Linked DNA regions of Mus musculus: all the other regions are linked to region 3. The links are chromatin contacts, called in public Hi-C and HiChIP or PLAC-seq maps. All regions are on one chromosome and are shown on one strand. The core of a region is the stretch at or near the end of the contact, and the rest is flanking DNA. Distances in the headings are between cores, read along the strand shown.

The links. Hi-C and Micro-C count contacts between places; a contact is called where the count stands out from the background. HiChIP or PLAC-seq counts read pairs in DNA pulled down with a chosen protein or histone mark.
Region 1: a Hi-C map of the N1E-115 cell line shows a contact between it and region 3, with 2.2 times the contacts expected there. The contact joins the enhancer-like site here to the promoter of Lgr5 in region 3. A contact is called at or near these places in 16 of 39 promoter capture datasets (the 3T3-L1 cell line, 3T3-L1-derived adipocytes, the C10 cell line and 10 more), 1 of 15 datasets of contacts at CTCF or cohesin (the NIH/3T3 cell line), 7 of 484 Hi-C or Micro-C datasets (the N1E-115 cell line, adipose-derived mesenchymal stem cells, embryonic stem cells and 4 more), 3 of 115 datasets of contacts at active chromatin or transcription factors (embryonic limb bud, embryonic stem cells and neural tube) and 1 of 9 other capture datasets (embryonic stem cells).
Region 2: a FOXA1 HiChIP or PLAC-seq map of pancreatic cancer cells shows a contact between it and region 3. The contact joins the promoter of Tspan8 here to the promoter of Lgr5 in region 3. A contact is called at or near these places in 1 of 115 datasets of contacts at active chromatin or transcription factors (pancreatic cancer cells) and 1 of 9 other capture datasets (macrophages).

The regions. Positions count from the first base shown.
Region 1 is chr10:115,429,037-115,433,095 of GRCm38.p6, reverse strand. Zfc3h1 (zinc finger, C3H1-type containing) reads right to left here. Exons shown (of 35, transcript NM_001033261.2): 32 at 2,342-2,443; 33 at 1,654-1,693; 34 at 1,331-1,393; 35 at 325-1,200. The coding sequence ends at 1,063. Among named protein-coding and RNA genes, the nearest start is that of Zfc3h1, 46 kb to the right of the region's middle. Within about 2 kb of position 1,620, at least 2 of the 459 cell types and tissues checked have an H3K27ac peak or open chromatin away from gene starts, as enhancers often do. A contact at or near this core is called in the N1E-115 cell line, where this site is marked.
Region 2 is chr10:115,815,758-115,819,690 of GRCm38.p6, reverse strand. Tspan8 (tetraspanin 8) reads right to left here and starts at 2,407. Exons shown (of 8, transcript NM_146010.2): 1 at 2,031-2,407. The coding sequence starts at 2,090.
Region 3 is chr10:115,585,953-115,589,752 of GRCm38.p6, reverse strand. It overlaps Lgr5 (leucine rich repeat containing G protein coupled receptor 5), which reads left to right and starts at 1,973. Exons shown (of 18, transcript NM_010195.2): 1 at 1,973-2,471. The coding sequence starts at 2,260.

The sequences.
Region 1 (4,059 bases), core at 371-2,870, 160 kb after region 3:
CTCAAACTGCAACTTGGTGACATTAACCCTGTTTTTGAGAACACAGTCAGTGCTTAATGTAAACCTATCTGCTCACTGTTCTCAAAAGAGAAGGCCTGTGCTCACCAATTAAAGTCATTTGTTTTGTTGCTGTTTTGACCGGGGAAGGAGTTGCAGAAGAAAGCGATGGTATCAGGGGAAGAACCCCTAGCTCCTACTTCAACCCTTACCCACCCGAGACGTGAACAAAGAGGACCATTATTAAAAACTTATATTAAAAATATTTTGCACGACAACCACTTAATACTTCAAAGTAGTGAACACAAAACAGTCCCACTATTAACTGTTCTTTAAACTGTTAAACTTTATTATAAATTAAAATTTCTTTACAAAAAAAATTGCACATAATATTTGACCACTCTTAGGTTCTGATGCACTGGCATTTGCAATAGTTTCTTTAATCTTCAAGTTAAACAGTCTCAGCAAGGAGTCCAGAACGTAGAAAGGGCAGTCAACAACCCTGCTAGAACATTCAAGTGCAACTAGCAGACTTGTGGCCGCGGCAGTTACACTTTCCTTAAGATGGACTGCTTATGTTTAAAACCCTGAAATGAAGAATCTCAGAGACTTAGAGGAGGAACTAAAAGGACTGCCTGCTATTTTACTGTAAACACGGCCCTGGAAACTAAATCCCAAACAAGAATCTCTCAGGCATCAGAGAGTGTCAAGTGGACCAGGATAGCACAACATAAAGGTAGGGAAAGTAAAAAATGAAACCAAAAACAAAGTAAAATTAAAATAAACGTCAGTCGCTTTGAGGAGCTATACTTACGTACATGATGTTAGAGAATCTGGCAGGGCCCAGAAGCAGGCCAAACAGGAAGTTCATTTATCCATTCCAAGAGTGTCATTCATGTTCATTGCTTCCGGTTTTACGGATAGGATATTGTAGGAAACTTGATATGATCAATAATGCTTGTCTGCCTTACACAGACCTTAGCCAGGGATCAGCCTAATCTTGAAGAATCATTCAAATAATTTTGGCAATTATTATAAAGGCTTAGAACTGACTGCACCCAGTGTTCAGAGATTCTTGCTTTCTGTTTTGTTACTGTTTAAATTTAAGAGCTCATTTAGGCTGACTCCAATCTCTTGGCACTTGGAAACTAGTTTTCTCAGGTTATCAGTTTTACCTCCTTCTGATGCTTCAAACAAGAGTTGCTGTAAAAGACAGGGAAGCATAGAAGTAAGAGAGAGCGAGGTTTTGAGCATTTACCACATCAATGGATATGGCACATGCAGAAAATTTATAGGAAAACATCAAGATAAAATAAAAGATAAAAAGCATTACATCTTTCCATAGTGATGCACAAAGAGGTAACTTCTGTAAGGCTCTCTGATATAAACGGTGGACCTATAAGACAGACAGACACACACTCTGTCAGGAAACATGATGCACATTTAAAAGCCTGACTGCTTCAAGGCAGAACTTTACAATACACTAGAACTCAAGTCAAACATGGCTCTCTTGGGCTTTAGAGATTTCAAATAGAGTTTTTGGAAGGTTAACTTCTTTCTATCTCTAATCCTTTTAAAGTGAGAGGCCAACACAAGGGGCAGAATAGCTAAAAGGAGAAAGTAGCCCATCTGATAATCCAATTACAAACCACTTACCTCTCTTTGTCCCTTTAGAGCAATCTCAGCAGCAATGGCTCTAAGGGAAAAAAGGAATATAGAAAAGGGGGAAAATTTATATATCTTCAAACAAAATGAAACACAGCACTGGCAGAATACTGATTGTGGGAATCTGAATACAAAACTTCCTGAAAGTAACAGGCTAAACTTCCAAGGAGTGTAACCTATAGTGAAAAGAAAAATTCAACAATTTTTATCAACTTTACAGGAATAAAGCAGACCAGTGTGTGAACATGAGTAAGATTCATGGGAGGGGGGAAAAAAAACAAAACAAACTCAAAACTAGTAAACCAGGCCTGGCACTACACCTTTAAAATAGGAAAGAAACCAGACTATAACAGGGAAAACCCTACAATTTAAAGATGGTCCTAAAGTGCTATACACACTTATTTGTTTAATAATATTGTTATCTAAATGTTCTTCCTCATTAAAAATACTACTACTACTACTACTACTACTACTACTACTATTATTATAGCCCTCAGAAGCAGCTATTAATGAGCAATTACTCACTCTAGGTATTAAACCACATCAAGTACCCAAAACAACTCTATACTAGGTCTGTCTATTGGAGGGGAGATAAGATGCTATTTCAGATTTACCTGTCTGGAGCAACCCTTACAAATAAAAGCATAGCTATAAAACATGTACATGATTGTTGCATTACATTTTCCAGGTGGCCAGGCATGTTGGGATATTATATGTAAACATCTTGGCTTGGAGTTTCAGAATCTGAACATTGCTTTCTTCCCATTCATGTTGAAGTAGCCTGTAAAGTACATTCAGGAAAATGAACAAAGCACTCAAAGTGTATGGTACCCCAAACGCGCTCTATAACAGAGTGTACAGCAAGCTACAAAGGTTGGCCAATTAAATCCTCCTAACAAGGACATTCAGCAGATATTTATAGAATGCCTGTTATGACAATTGTTCCGGGATCACAATGTGCTAAACTACTATTCTACAGGTATCTTCAACACCACCAAAAGCTCATGTTTTCCTGTAGGAAACAAAAGCAATCTCATTACCTGGTCCTCTACCAAGTGTTTCTAAGGTAATGGTGATTGGTATAATACACCAATGTAACTTTAAAACACATTTTCTTTCCTAGAGCAGACATATGAGTATTTCTGGGACTAAAATGGAAATATAATGGTAAGTGTTGGGCTCTGACTCTCCTGGTGGGCAGAGGGTAACAGGAATACCCAGAGGAAGAATACGCCAAACCAAAGGAGGACGGCCTACCACAATTAAATTACCTATACTGTAAAATGCTTATCATAAAAGAAACTAGATATAAACAGAAAAACAATGCAATCATATTTTCTACTTCACATGCATATCAAAGGTAATTTTCTTTATTCAAATTTCCACCACTAGCGTCTGAGGATTAACACAGTTGTCATGAAATTTAATTATAGAATTTCCTCAAGAACTTAAGACTTTTGATTATTTTTCAGTTGTACTATATTTCAGATGTATAATACATATATCTCATATGCATCACAGCATGGAAAATACTCTTTAAAACAAAAGAAAATATCTGATAAGCACCTTAGGTAATTTATAAAAACAGCTCTATGGTAAGATGTAATCAATATAGGGAAAATGACTGCACAGTGTGCAATGCCTGTGCAGTGTGCAAAGCCTGCAGTGTGCAATGCCTGCAGTGTGCAATATCTGTGCAGTATGCAATGCCTGCAGTGTGCAATGACTACAGTGTGCAATGCCTGTGCAGTGATGTCCAAGCACGGACAGGTTAAAGCACTGTATAAAAGATTGCCATGATAGAGCAGTTAAAGAAGTGTTCAGAAACTGTCTTGCTCTAATTGAGTGATGTACATGCTAGGTCAGTGCTTAAATCTCAAACCTATTTGTTTTTTTTGAGTTTTATAACAAAAAGTTAGCCTACTTTGTTATTTATAAGAATATATTGATTTGGGCTGGTGAGATGGCTCAGTGGGTAAGAGCACCCGACTGCTCTTCCGAAGGTCCAGAGTTCAAATCCCAGCAACCACATGGTGGCTCACAACCATCTGTAACAAGATCTGACGCCCTCTTCTGGAGTGCCTGAAGACAGCTACAGTGTACTTACATATAATAAATAAATAAATCTTAAAAAAAAAAAAAAAAAAAGAATATATTGATTTTATGTCACCAGCCCATGAGACCCCAATACATGGTAAACATGTAACCATGAATCTAACCCTCCTCCAGCATGCACAGCAGGTTACTGCTTACAATGCGAATGCGAGCAGCAAATGGCGCGCAGTTCTCTGAAATGGCCACATTTTCTTACACTGCCCTCGTATGAATAACTAAACGTCACTTAACAATTCTGAGATTAGAGTGATATATATCCAGGAGGAAAGGCAGACCTACATA
Region 2 (3,933 bases), core at 1,158-3,657, 230 kb before region 3:
TCCTCAACTAACATATGAAGTAACATTGATAGCATTGATTATCAGCCACTTCAGTCACAGAAGAAACCCAAAATGAACTTGAGCATCCTCACAAACATGACACCAATATTGTCAACTGGCCTAATGCCATTGCTAATTTACAGAAATACAGAAGACAGAGAAATATGGTAAGGCACACCCTGGGGTGTGAACAGCAATATTCGAACCATAGAACCGACAATAAGGCCAACCAAAATAATTACTCAGAATTTCAGTAAGAGGGGAAATGACAAGGACGGAGGAAGAGGCTACAGATTAAAATTGTCACAGGAGCTAATGGGCTCATTCTGGATAATAGTTCAAATAACATGTTTAAAGCAATTAGAAACTCAAGCCCTGGTTAAGAAATTCTTATTGAATTTTTAAAGTATGAGAGTGATATTATAAGTACATTAGTAAATGTAATTGTCTTTCGAGATTCATGCTAATGTATTGATAGATGAATGGTAACCCTAATGGTTTGTTCATAATTGTCTAAGCAAGTGACTGAGGCTACGCATGTATAGATTGGTTTCGTGGTTTTAGTGGCCAAGTAATAGAGCTAATTTTCCAAATTTGTCTTCATTTGTGAATGTTGGAAAGTTTGAAAAAAATCCAAAGCACACATTCATTTCTTCCTTTATATTCAGCCCTTGATGACTTTAATAATCCAAGAGAAGCAATATGTTTGATTACTTTTTAAATTTTTGTCATATATTCTTGAGTTTCAAAATATTTTCCTAGTTTCTAGTAATTTCAAAAACAGCCCCTTTTCATAGGAAAAGGAGACAAAGTATAAAAGAACAAAAATGTTTTTATTCTCTTGCTTATTTATACAAATAAATACTTATTTAACGAATTTAATTCACTATATGTCACCTTTATTCATTAGGGCTACTCGCCATTGAGTAGAAAGTCATTTCATACACAAAGTTATATTAGTTTACTTAAATCATTATTATTTTAATGCAATGAATGGATGAGAATAGATGTTTTCCCTCATCCTGACCTGTCTAGATCTCTATTAAGCCTTTTACAGAAAGCTAAGAAAGAAAATGAATGTATTGGACCGATACCAGCCATCTGTTAAAGGCCAAAAGGCTCAGACACAAAAACCAGAGCTCCTTATCCTTAATGCATAAACTACTTTCCAATCCAGAAACAATGGAACTGTTTTCTGTTGCAGCATCCTGAGACATTTCCACTACTTTACTTGTGAGCACCTCTAATTATACCATATGTGTACATGTTCTCTCCCAAATCCCCCCTCACCCCCTCAGATCATGACATTTGCTTTTTCAATGTTAAATAATGTTTTCAATGCCCTTGGGAGCCATCATCAGACTTAAGCAAGGCATAATTTGCAAGAAACAAACCCTGTTGTTTGAAAGGATGGGTTGACGACACACCAAAATACTGACTTCGAAATACTAATACCTAGTCACTGGTTTAGCTGAATCTTATGATTAAATACTCTTAACTGCTTCTCCAGGGACTATTTCTTTCTTCCTGGGGGCTCTGAAAATGATCCTCTCATGCATTTACCACCCTGCCACCCACTAGTCAGTCACCTGTTTCAAACCTAGATGTCAAAGGGAGGGAACCAGAAGCCATGCTGAATCAAACTGTTTTCTTTGGAGTCTTTAAACAGAGTGCTGATTGGCATCATAGAACTGAGAATAATTGTCCTTTAATTAAGGGATATTTCCCCCTGTGTTTAGTCTTGCAACAATATGAAAACATTCGGGAAATGTTTATCCTCAGAGAACTTGAATACACCAGGCGTTTTGTTTTGGTTTGGTTTGGTTTAGTTTGGTTTGGTTTGGTTTTTTGGAGTCATTGGCTTCTTTTCAGTTCCCCAAACAGCCAGCGACAAACCAATGTAAATATTTCAATGGAAAATGTCTTTTCCCCCTTATCCTCTAGCTCTATGTAAGTCTGTTCTCAGTGGTGATATTTATCTCAAGTCTTCTTTCCTGAACAAAACTGAGAATTAAAAGAAAACTACTTACCCAGAACAAGAAGTTGAAGAAAAACATAGAATACTTTAAACAGCTGCTCACACCTGCCATTTCGGAGAAGGGGCAGCCACCAAGTTACAGTGGAATGAAGAAGTCCGTAGAAGGCTGTCCTGCGTAGGCTCTGACGGATTTTGCCTGCAGAGATCCGTGTGCCTGCAGCTTCGGGGGTAGAAATAGAGAGCAAAGAAGTAGACAGAAGGAACAGAAAAAAAAGAAAAAAAAAAAAACCAACAGTTATTGGAGTGGATAAAAAATTAACCCACACCTTTAAATATCTCAAACGTTATCTTCAGGCGAGTACATTCTTTTCCTTCTTATGGCTGCTAAGGCATTAGGTCAGGATATTTATGATGGCTTCTCAAAGCCCGCTCCCTCTAGAGTAAACAGATATCAAGTTATGGGAGTGGCTGGGGCAGAGGTGGAGAATGGCACAGCGAGATAGTAGGTGGATAGGCTGGCTGGCTGGCTGGCTGGCTGGTGTGGCTGCCCTCTCTTCTAACCCTGCGGAAATCGGCTGCCAGGCTCTCAAGTAAATGGGCCTTGTGTCTCACTTCGATTTGCATCCCCCCCCCCTTTTTTTAATTGATAGGAGCACAAAGTTCCTTTCAGCAATAGGTATTTGGAAACCTGCAAAGCATCCGGACTTAAGTTACCATAACTTCTTCTCCTCAACTTCAAATGAACAAGGAAACAAACATTAATTAGCCAAGTGTCTTGTTTGGTTGTTGTGTTGTTGTTGTTGTTGTTGTTCTTTCAAAGAAATCCCAAGGAGCTCCCTTAAATGCCTGCCACTTCCAATCATTAAAGGGGAAGTGGCCTGCCTTTGCGTGATCTCGTAAGAGCATTCATTCGGGGGTTTATTTTTATCTTTGTGTGAAAAGAAAAAAAAAAAAAAAAAAACAGGAAGGAAGGAAACTCTGAGGAGCTGCCCCTTTGTGTTTACTTATGACTCAGTAACCAGGCCTGATAGCTGGGTTTGTTTTTAAGGTAGACTCAGGTTTCTCTCTTCTGAGAAATGACCTACAGCAACAGTTCCACTCTAACTCCGTTTCTGGGTTCTGGGCAGCTGACAAAGAAAATTCCTTTGGGAACGCACTCGTGGACTACTGAAAGCTGCCCATTCAGCTGCTTCTGGTGCTACTGGGATGTTGCCTCCGCCAGGTAAATGCACCATTCTGCCATCTATTCGGGCAGAGGAAACGACCTGGGCCTTGGGTCTTTTCTTTTATACCACTCAGAGGGCCTCCCTCGCCCCCTAAGTAAAACAATTGCATACTTCAAGGGTCTGTTAGGAAAACAATTCCCTAAAAACTTCATTAAATACAATTAAAACAAGTGACTGGGGTCTCTCTCTCTCTCTCTCTCACACACACACACACACACACACACACATCTTTCTAATTTTCACCAATATCTGCCTTTACTTTGTAACTGTTAAAATACATTTCTGATGCATTATTAGCAATAACATTAAATGTAATAGGTGAGAGCTAGGATTAGTTCGCCAAGTAATACTGAACGTGAGAAGCTCATGGATCAGTAGGACAATGAGCTTCAGGAATCTGTTCCTGCCCACTGCAGCCCTGGGCCCACCAACGTATACCGTCGGCCTCTCCTGTCTTTGACTTAGATGCTGGACTCCAGACACTTTCCTGTCTGAGCCCTCATCTCCTCAGCCCATGGCCATTATGATCTGAGTCAACCTCTACCCCTTGATACATTCAGTTCTTAGTGTCTCTCTCCTATTGGACCATTTATGTCTGAAAAGCAGAGATCCTGGCCCGTTGCCCTGACTAGTCATAGCATCTAACATTGGAGATAAAGGCACACAGATCTGCAAAAGAAGAGCCCCAGGACCTTCAATCCAGGCTTCTTCCTTGAGCTTCCTGGCGAA
Region 3 (3,800 bases), core at 724-3,223:
TGAAGCTGGAAGAATCTAGATTCACATGCAGTTCTACCCGACCCACTCCACGGCAACGCTATGCTCCTTTGGGTAACACTGACATCAAAGGGCGTTGTTTGGTGCTTTTAAACAGATTGTGGGCACAACCATTTCTGCATGCCTAGACCCTTCCCTCAAAGGGATCAAGCTAAAGTTGATTAAACACTTGAGATAAATGATCCTTGAGTAAAGAAAGGTAACTAAGGTCTAGGACACTGCAGACATCTCCGATTGTATCCCTACAGGTACCCATGCAATCCACAGAAAGAGTGAGAGTCTCCAGTTCCATTTTTTTAAATGGAAGGAAAATAGGTAATGAGTCAGCATTGTCTAAGTGTGGATGGAATGGCTGAAAAAGACAAAAACCAGTGAGAGTGGGCAGAGGACAGGCGCAGTGGGTGTATTGTGAATGAGAGAGGAGGTAAGGGAAAGAACACAGTGAGGGGAATGCATTGGCTTCCCAGAAACCAAGTCTAACTCATGGCATGGTTCTCCATGGAACTACTCTTCCCAGATCCTAGGCTGTGATTTCTTCCCTTAATAAATGAATAAGATGAGAAAGACCATGACTGCGCTCTGCAAGTGTGTGTGTGTGTGTGTGTGTGTGTGTGTGCATGTGTGTGTGTCCGTCCCCCAAACCTTATCAAGGAGAAACACAAACTTACTGAAAACAGGCCTCACCCAACAAAAATCCATACTCGGACTATAGGTTCAAATGAAATAATATAAGTTCATAAATATGCATGTATCCGTATATGGCTATATCAGGCAGGTGAAGAGGCAAGTTTAGGAACCACTCCTAGGACTAAAAGGTGATAAATATGTCACATAAAGGAAAGTCTTCCTGCTTTTAAAATTCAGTTTCTCAGATAAATTCCACTGGACAGACTAAGAATCAAATCTAGGTGGACTTGAATGCCAAAGGGCTACCGGACTTCCTGTGGTCCAGAGGGGAAAGTTGGCAAAGTAGGCTTGGCCTGAAATCCACAGCTGTTCGCTCAGGTGTGGTCGACTTTTACTTCACTGAGGTCTAGTTCCAAAAGGGGGGGAGGGAAAAAGGGAAGAGGAGGGAGGGAGGGTGGGAGGGAGGGAGAGTGAGAGGGAGGGAGAGAAGAATGGAGGGGGGGAGGGAGAACCAAATCTTCAGGTTCTTCTTTCTTCTCATCCTTTTTCCCAGCAGAATTCCCTGTTGGTGTGTAAGAACTTCCTTCTTTCATTAGTGTTCTTCCAAGGTGTCTGAAAGGAGGCCTAGGAGACTCACCTGAGTGGGGTGGCTCTTGGTTTTAAGATCCCTCCACAAGTGAACAGCGTGAGAATATCACCCCCACCCCGAGGCCGCTGCCTTTTTAAAGCCAGTTTGCTTCCCTGGTCCAGGGTGAATTGGGAGGACCCTGGAGTACCAGCTTACTAGTTTTATTTGTTTAGCGATTTCTTTGAGGCTTTGATAGTTGAGCAAGAGGGAGCCAGACAGCGCCCTGATGGAAGGATCAAAAAGGCCACCCATCTTCCCGGGGGACTCCTGCTCTCCTTCTGTGATGCCAATCTTTCGGATCAGATTTTGGTCCTTTTAACAAGCACTGCATGCATCCCCCTAGGTTATCTGACATGGACCAGAGAAAGCCTGTGTTATCTTTCAGTCCCTAAGTGTCCCCTTAGGTTGTTTTGAAGCAAGTCCCCTTTAGCTTTCACATCTCAGTCGCGGGTACCCAGGAACTGTAGAGGATGGGTGCAGGTGGGGGACCCCTGCCGGGCCCGGGACGCTGGGTGCAGGTACCCACCCATTGGAAGCGCCCAGCACTCCCCAAGACCTCAGGCTGCCAGCCGCCCGCGCAGCCGGGTCCAGGGATGGTGGGAGGGAGGAGGGAAAGCGAGGCCGGGCTCGGGGTGCCTGGAAAGCAGGGCTGCGCTGACGTCACTGGGCGCGCAATTTGGCTGGAGCGCTTTAAAAAAGGAGCGTGCGAGCGGAGATGCTGCTGCACACAGCTCAGACCGCCTGCAGCAGCAACAACGCTCACAGCCACTGCGGCGACTTCAGAGAGAGGGCTCCCGAGGCCGGTGGGACCACGATTCTCTGCGCGGTCCCCACGGGGCTACGACCCGGCAGACGCCCATTGGGGTTGCAGACGTCTGGTGAGCTGCAGAAGCCGGTGGAGAAGAGCCCGGAGCGCCTCGGTTCTGCATCAGCCCCGGCGCTGCCCTCTACAGGCTCCCTGCTCTCTGCTCCCAGTCTCGGGCACCATGGACACCTCCTGCGTCCACATGCTCCTGTCCTTGCTGGCGCTGCTGCAGTTGGTGGCCGCCGGCAGCTCACCGGGACCAGATGCGATACCGCGGGGCTGCCCATCACACTGTCACTGTGAGCTGGATGGCAGGATGCTGCTCAGGGTGGACTGCTCGGACCTGGGGCTCTCGGAGCTGCCCTCCAACCTCAGCGTCTTCACCTCCTACCTGTAAGTGACCCCCCCCCCCGCCTCGCTGCGGGCACCGAGCTCAAAAGGGATGGGGTATAGGTGGGAAACCTCGGCTGGGGCTCCCCACAGGCACACGCCTGCTCCGGAGGGGGCAGGCGAGTTTGCCAAGGGCATTCTGACCAGACCTGTTGTGCCTCCAGAGAAAGGCACGTGTCTCTCTCTCTGACAGAGCAGAGCCTAGCTTTCTGTACCCTGGGAGAAGGAGCTTAAAGCGCACTGGGGCAGAGAGCCGGTGCGCAGGCTGCTTTGCAGTGCCGCGCCTGGCAGGACGCAGGACCAGTCCCTCCGAATGTGCGCATTTGTGTGCTGAGTGGGGGTTTGTGCTCAGGGACCTGGGACCCAAGGGCAGGCTGTCCTATTGCTCACAGGCGCGACCTCTGCGTCTGGGCTGAAAAACTTTCCCTGCAAGAGAAACACAACTTCTTCAACCCCCCCCCCGGGGGGGTGCTGCTCTGCACACACCGCCCCCCCCACACACTGGAGTGTGGTGAAATCTCTTTTCTTTTTTTCTTCCTTTTTTTTTTTAAACAAAGTGATTAAAATGTGGCAACCACAAACCCCCGATTAGAGCTGCCAGAACGTTATCTTTACCTTTGGCTGGCCGAACCGCCCTTTGAAGTGCCGCCGGCCACATTGTAATCTTTAACCATCTCCTCCCCCGCCGCAGCTAAGGGAAGTGGGCTGAAGGCAGCCGGGCGGGTAAACAGGGGCGCCGCTGACATCCAAAGGGGGACCTGGAGCTTTCTATCGGCCCCTGGGAATTGTCCTAGCTTTTCTGCTCCTGCTATGGCGTCCAAATCCCCGACCGTGGAACCAAAGCTGCGGTTCCTTAATAATGTGGTCTCTGAGAAGCCCAGGCGGGAGGGTGACAGGTGGTGGGTTAGATGAGGTGACTCAGAAGCGACTCATCTCTGTGGGACCGAGATAAGTACTCCTCCCGACTCTCCTTCAAATCTGAAGCTCGGTTCCTTGGGGCCCAGAGACCAGGGTCAGGCCACCTTGAGGTAACCCGATCTCCTAACTATGAGGTGAAATAAATTTGTGGTCTTTATTTTTTTTAAAATCAAGACATTTCGCCGAGCCCATTCCAAACCCTGTGTTCCCAGTTTCGGCTTTCTCTGATGTTACCTTGGCAGGAGTTGACTGAAATGGTTGTGAGTTCGGTTTTCCCCCCCTCTGGTTAGGAGTTTTGCGGGAAGAAACACCAGGCTTACACAATGTTCCCCTGCTAGGCAGTGAGTGGTTGTTTTGTTTTGTTTTTCTTCTGGAGACAATGAGCAACAGAAAATATCGTTCGACCTGTTTTGA